2 separate regions of the Gossypium arboreum genome follow, and region 1 is linked to region 2. The links are chromatin contacts, called in public Hi-C maps. All regions are on one chromosome and are shown on one strand. Each heading gives the region's core, a stretch centred on a gene start, on an enhancer-like site or on the middle of the called end of the contact. The rest is flanking DNA. Distances are from core to core; before and after follow the strand shown.

Region 1 (3,008 bases), core at 21-2,520, 120 kb after region 2:
CAAACTAGATGAACTACATTTGATTCAAAACCATATAGACTTTTCATAGTATAGAAGGGGCTGACTGCCATCAGAAAAACTAAACCTGTTGAAGCAGTGCAGCCTCCTAATACAATGAAACATGCTTATGGGACAGAAACTGCTTATCTCCCAGTATAAGACTAGTGATCTTCCCAACTACACTCCAACTCCAACTGAATTTGAGTAAGGCAGATGCCTTTATCATTTTGCCGAAATACAAGTATTCAGAGCAAATTTTTACAGAAATCCTAGCTCTCCTTCGATAAAAAACATATATTACAAATAAAAATTGACTCCCTTAAAATCTAACTACTGCTCAGGAATAGAATTACCCCTTAGAACTAACATGAAATCGGCTCCTTAAAATTTGAAACGTAAGGAAATAACTAAAATTAATTTACAGGGTTGCGTAAGTCGTATGCTTATATCACAGAAGTTGCATTCAAATATCAGAGTGAATAAGAAACGTGAACGGTCCTTCATCCTTACTCTAAACAAGTTCAATCTATTGCATTTGAGAAAAAAGGAAAGTCTAAAAAACTCGAATTCATTAAAAAGAACAAGTCAGATCAGAGGCATGCAAAGCAAAAGCTTACCTTGAATTTGGGATCTCGATTGAAGCGCTTGATCTTCAGCTTGCGCAGAGAAAACTTCTGCCTTAACAGATGATGCCTGAATAATATTTATTTTTCAGAAAAAATATCTAATATGACTTATAATATTTAATAATAAATCCAATTGGAAATCGAGATTGGAGAGAGAAGAATACACGAGAGAGAGCAACAGCTGCGCAGGCTTGATGGAGCTTGTCCTTGAGGATCGCGCGGTACTCATCCGAGTCAATCGAGAACGTCGGTGCCAGATCGGACGGCGGACTGTTATGATTCTGATTACCAGGTCTTTTGATCTCCACCACGTCACCTTCACCATCGGCTTCTTCAGATTTCGAAACGGACGGCCGAGGTTCCGCCAAGGATGGACCGATCACACTCTCGTCCGAACGCGACACCGGGATCGCCCCGCCCGAACCAGAAAACTCTTCAATAAAATTGTCAAAAGCCCACTCCGATTGGCTTCGGCTCATCCCCGGCGGAGCCGCCCAAAAGGAGTCCGAGAAATCGTCAACTGAGAACTCAGTATGCATCGTTTTCAGTGAAATCCTTTTCCCTTCTTTTTCTCCACAATGCAATTCGCCTTCCTCTCTCTTTCTTCCAGCTTGTTTTTATCATTTAAAATTATATGCGGGAACAAACAGAATATATCCACTAACATTCCACTGGTCAAATTTTGATTTTAGTCCTTTTACTATAATCAAACTAAAAATTTAGTTCATATATTATAATTCGACATAACTTTTTAATCTCTGTATTTTAGTAACATCATTAATTAATCCAAGTATTTATATATTTTAATTAATAAAGTAGCGTAATAAGTTGAAAAATGTGTTTTTATTAAAATATAAGTCAATTAAACTAATTGATTAATAAAATTATAAAAGTAAAAAGAAAATAAAACTCTTGAAGACTCGGGTTTGAGTAATTATGATATGTGAATCTCCTTTTTACTTTGTGAATATGCCTTATATGAGTTGTGTTCGATTAGTTTTGAATTAGTCCTCATCCTCTTTGTATTGTATTGGTTGAAATCTATATTATTGTCCATGGAACATATATTTATACCAATCTTGTGATGTTTTTGAACTAGTGAAACTTTAAAAAGAATATACAGGGATAAAATCCTAAATTTGAGCACAATAAAAAGTACCAAAACCATAATTTGATCAGTTCTTACAATAATACACGTGTTAGTTAATACATGGGTGGGGAGGGCGGCTATTGGTAGAAATTGGAACACTTGATGATGTGCGCGGGCTAAGACAGTAAAAAAGAGAAGATGGGAGCAAAAAGTGTAGTGTACGTATTAGGGAAAAGTTAAAAATAGGGCCCAGTCGGTGGGGAGTTTCAACTTTCAACTTGGGTTTGGGCAAAAAGTAAATAAAGATAGTAGCTGTCATTGACAATACTGAAAGAAAGCAAGACGATAGACCCAGTCATTTTACTGTACGGCTTCACACGTAACATCCTATTTCCCTATGTCTTAAGCAATGTATATTTTATCGTTCCTTCGCTTTCAAACAAAACACTTTTCCCTGCCTTCTTACCGCCATGCCGGCACGCCCGGCCTTTGGGCCGGTCGTTGTTAACATATCTCCCTTTATTTCTCTTTTTCGCTTTTTTTCCTACCCCTTTCCATAAAATAACCCAACTCTCTCCTTCCCTATGCCCTTTGACGCCGGAATGGAGGGAGAGAAACTCGACCACCTCGTGGCTTTCCACAACCTCTTTATGGAGTTGATCCCTTTTCTCCGATCGAGGATTCCTTCGGCCTATTTTTGCTACTGCTCTTGACAAGATTCGTCGTCGCAGACAACTACAAGCCTTTGCAAGCTCGAATATGGTGAAGCCGATCTAGTGAAACCAAATCCTTGTAGTTTGGTGACCGATGCCGGTAACCAAGGTTGTGGCATCCTTTTTATTAGTGGTCCTGACTCCTGATGGTCTCCATGGTCATGACGGCGCTTCTTCTACCCGATCTTGCTGCAGTCTCAGCTTTCCCTTAGTGGTGTTGGAGGCATGGCAACTTCCTTGTCTCTCAAGCATCTCCAATGGTCTTCTCCTCTCCCGCTGTGGCTACTGGCGGCGGGTGGTGGGCAATTAGGCTAGGGTTTGGGCTTGGGTTAAACCCATTTATTGACTGCTTGATCTCTTGAGCTTATTTAGCCCATCTGCTTGTAATCTTAACTAGTGAAATGAAGTTCATATTTCTTTGTAAAAAAAAAAACTTGTATATTTTAACCCCTCATACATTATAAAAGAATTTCATCCTCATATTTTTATTTTCAAAATTTTAACCCCTAAAAATTCTTATCTAATTAATAACTCTATTGAAATTTTATGTTATCTATTCTGACATGGAATTTATAAATA
Region 2 (3,290 bases), core at 342-2,841:
ATTAAAAGCAAATAATTTTAGAATAACCAAAAAGAAAGAAGAAGAATGGAGATGTCGTAAACAGGAAAGTAATTCAACATCCTCCCTTTTTTACTGCAAACCAAAGTTACCTGAGTGAGAAAAAGAATATACTTACCGCTGTAAAACTTTGCCTGACAAAGCATCCCATTAATGCTAGTCTTGGAAAGTGGTGGAAATGTCCCCACCTCTGTTAATTTTGTTTGAAGTTAAAAGACTACAGTCCATATTGGAAAGAGAGTGAAGGCAACGACATATTTGGTCCTCTTTTTCCTTCGTACATTCATTTAATCATCTGTTTTCTGTCAGTGTATTAGCCCTTTGTTAATGTCGTAATCCCTACCCTTATTGACTTTGTTTCTCTATGGCCCCATTTTATTTTGATTTATATGCTTTTTAAATAGTAAAAGTTTTGGAAAAATAAAAATATTAATTTTTGAGATTAACTTAATTAAATACTCTTTCTTCTCCATTCAACTTATCACATGGTAAAATATTTTTACTTTAACCTATTATTCTTTAAAAAGTATTATGCATAAAATTTGAAAAAAGTACATATTATAATGATTTTCAATGAGTTAATTTTAAATATATAAATATATATAGTAATTGATGTCAAAGTTTAAAAATTTTGAAAAAAAAAACAACTGTGACAATTGTACTAGGACAAAGTGAGTAATATAAAATTATTTAAAATATGTCGTAATATATTTATTAGATTGTAACATAAAACTTCTTAATAAGGTATGAAATCAAGTCAAGTTAATTACAATTAGAGATAAATATTTAATTTATATATTAATTTTGGTTTAATATATACTTTGATACATAAATTTTAGTTTTGTAATTATACAAAAAAACTTGAATTATAATTCATATGTGTACATGGAACTTTGATTTTGATTCAATTGTACTCATTTAAAGAAATACATATATATATATATTTATATTTTCATATTGGTTTAATATAATTGTTTATGTATGCAATACATCAATGTAAAATGGTGTTAATTTGATAATGTTGTTAGTGACTTGTGAAAATTAAATCAAACTAAAATTTTATGTATAAAATTGCACAAAATCGAAGTACATATATGATGTTGTACATTGAAACAAAGTTTTGATATTTGTTAATGATTTTTCTCATTTTAGAAGCAACCCACACTATAATAAGCAAGTATATATATTCAATACTTTTACCTTCTTCAATCAACGTTGAATGGAGAATTTTGTGATTCGACTTGAGATTTTAAATTTTCAGACCAAGTTGTTGAATCAGAAAATGAACTTTGGAGTCCTGCTAGTGCCATGTCAACCGCTGAATCAAAATCATCAGATAAATCAGACGATTGTGATTTCAACTACATTTCCGATATCCTCAAAGCATCCAATTACTTTCCTGATGATACTGACGTCTTTCTGTTGCTTGAGAAGCAGCAGAACCTTAAAGGGAAAGACACCTCCAAAGTGTATACACTCCAAAGGAAGCTTATATTCGACACCATAAATGAAATTCTCAATGGAAAGGGAGAATTACCGCCATGGAAGCTTAAATATCCATGGTCAGGAGAGGCATCGCTGCAACAAATTTGGTCCGAATTTGAAAAGATTCGAAGGAGGGACTCAGCAGATGACTTGTTTGAGGTGATTTGTGGTGTGTTAAGAAAGGACCTTGCAGGGGATGCCATTAACGGTTGGGGAGATTACCCCATTGAGATGTCTGAAGCAGTCCTCTATATCGAACGACAAATATTTAAGGACCTGATCGTCGAAACCATCCGAGATCTGATTGATTTTTCTGGAAAAAGTAATGAAGTCCCAACAAGTCGAAGGAAGTTGGTGTTCTGAATCTTGAATTTTGTTGCTTTTTATCATAGGTGTAGGCTTTCACGTTGTGGCTTTATTGGGTCGTTGGTCATCAAATATCATATATATTATTTTCTAGGTAAATTACACAGTAAGTCACCCAACTACGGTGAAGTTTCTCTTTCCAGACACTTAATTATAAAAAGTTACAAAATTATCATCCAACTAATTATGTTTGTCTTTCTTTGTGACAGAAAGATGATGTGACAACTCTGAAATTGACACAATAAAAAATTTAACCCTTACTATTTATACATTGTCAATTTGATCATAATTCTAAAAGAAAAATCAATGCTTGGCATTGTTTTAAAATTAGGATCAAAATTGAACCAATGTTGAAGATTAATATTTTTAGAGTCATGACCAAATTGATACTATGTATAAACATTATGCACTAAACTTGTTATTATACCTATTTTAGAACTGTCACTCTTAACAGAAGTTAACAAAATTAGACTAGAATTGAATGACCATTTTGTAATTTTTTATAATTAGGTGTCTGAAAAAGAAAGTTGAGAGTAATTGGTTGACTTGTGTTATAGTTGAAAAGCCCATCTAGAATTGAAGTCTTAAACTTAAAATCAAGATAGCCCAACCCAATTGAGACACTGAGCCCAAGGTGACTGCCCTTCTATATTCACTACGGCTTCCGTGGTGGCCCAAAAGTATTGGACAAGTGAAAAAGCTTATATCAACCTTGCAAATCACAATTTGCTTACATCATTACCTTCTCACTTTTGCCCCGTCATTTCATCTTTTTAACCCTTCACGACGTCGGAATTTGACTAATAGATAAAAATTGATTAGTTTAATGTTTTAACTAGAATTATATAATCGAGTTCTGAAAAAAATAGGATAAAATGATTTAGAATTTCAATGTTATTGTTATAAAATGCATATTTATATTACTATTATTATTTGTTTATGATTTATTAATTTTTCAAAAAAATGTTTTCTTTATTAAAAATATGTTAAATACTGATGTAACAATTTAAGTTATTGAATCAATTATGTGATGAGTTCAACCATCAGTATAATTTCAACACTGCACCCTCCACCTCATACAAGCTTTGAATTTGAAAGAAACAAAGGCGTCGGCTTTAATCATCTTTGGAATTGGGGTAAAACAAAGGAAAGAGAAGGAAAAGGAAAGGAACACTAGCTCAGAATCAATCACCAAATTTGAAAAGAGATGGGGAGGGGGGGGGGGACCAAAGAGAGTGACATCTTTCATTAGCTTTATTTATTTGCACTAATGACTTGGGTTAAATTAAGTTCATTACAGGAAAAAAAAAAGAATAAAATCATGAAAAGAAAAGGAAACCCCCATGACTTCGATGATAGTATCCAATTGTGGTTAAAAAAGGCGACAATGGTGTCAACCTCCCATATCTTGCCACGCCCAC

Evidence for each region. Hi-C and Micro-C count contacts between places; a contact is called where the count stands out from the background.
Region 1: a Hi-C map of leaf shows a contact between it and region 2, with 3 times the contacts expected there. The contact joins the promoter of LOC108467477 here to the enhancer-like site in region 2. A contact is called at or near these places in 3 of 5 Hi-C or Micro-C datasets (all in leaf).

Annotation. Positions count from the first base shown.
Region 1 is chr8:130,741,380-130,744,387 of ASM2569848v2, forward strand. It overlaps LOC108467477 (light-inducible protein CPRF2-like), which reads right to left and starts at 1,271. Exons shown (of 6, transcript XM_017768098.2): 1 at 791-1,271; 2 at 618-693. The coding sequence starts at 1,165.
Region 2 is chr8:130,619,415-130,622,704 of ASM2569848v2, forward strand. LOC108467729 (protein LONGIFOLIA 1-like) reads left to right here. Exons shown (of 4, transcript XM_017768481.2): 4 at 1,280-2,049. The coding sequence ends at 1,866. Among protein-coding and RNA genes, the nearest start is that of LOC108467729, 3.7 kb to the left of the region's middle. Within about 2 kb of position 1,592, at least 2 of the 2 cell types and tissues checked have an H3K27ac peak or open chromatin away from gene starts, as enhancers often do. A contact at or near this core is called in leaf, where this site is marked.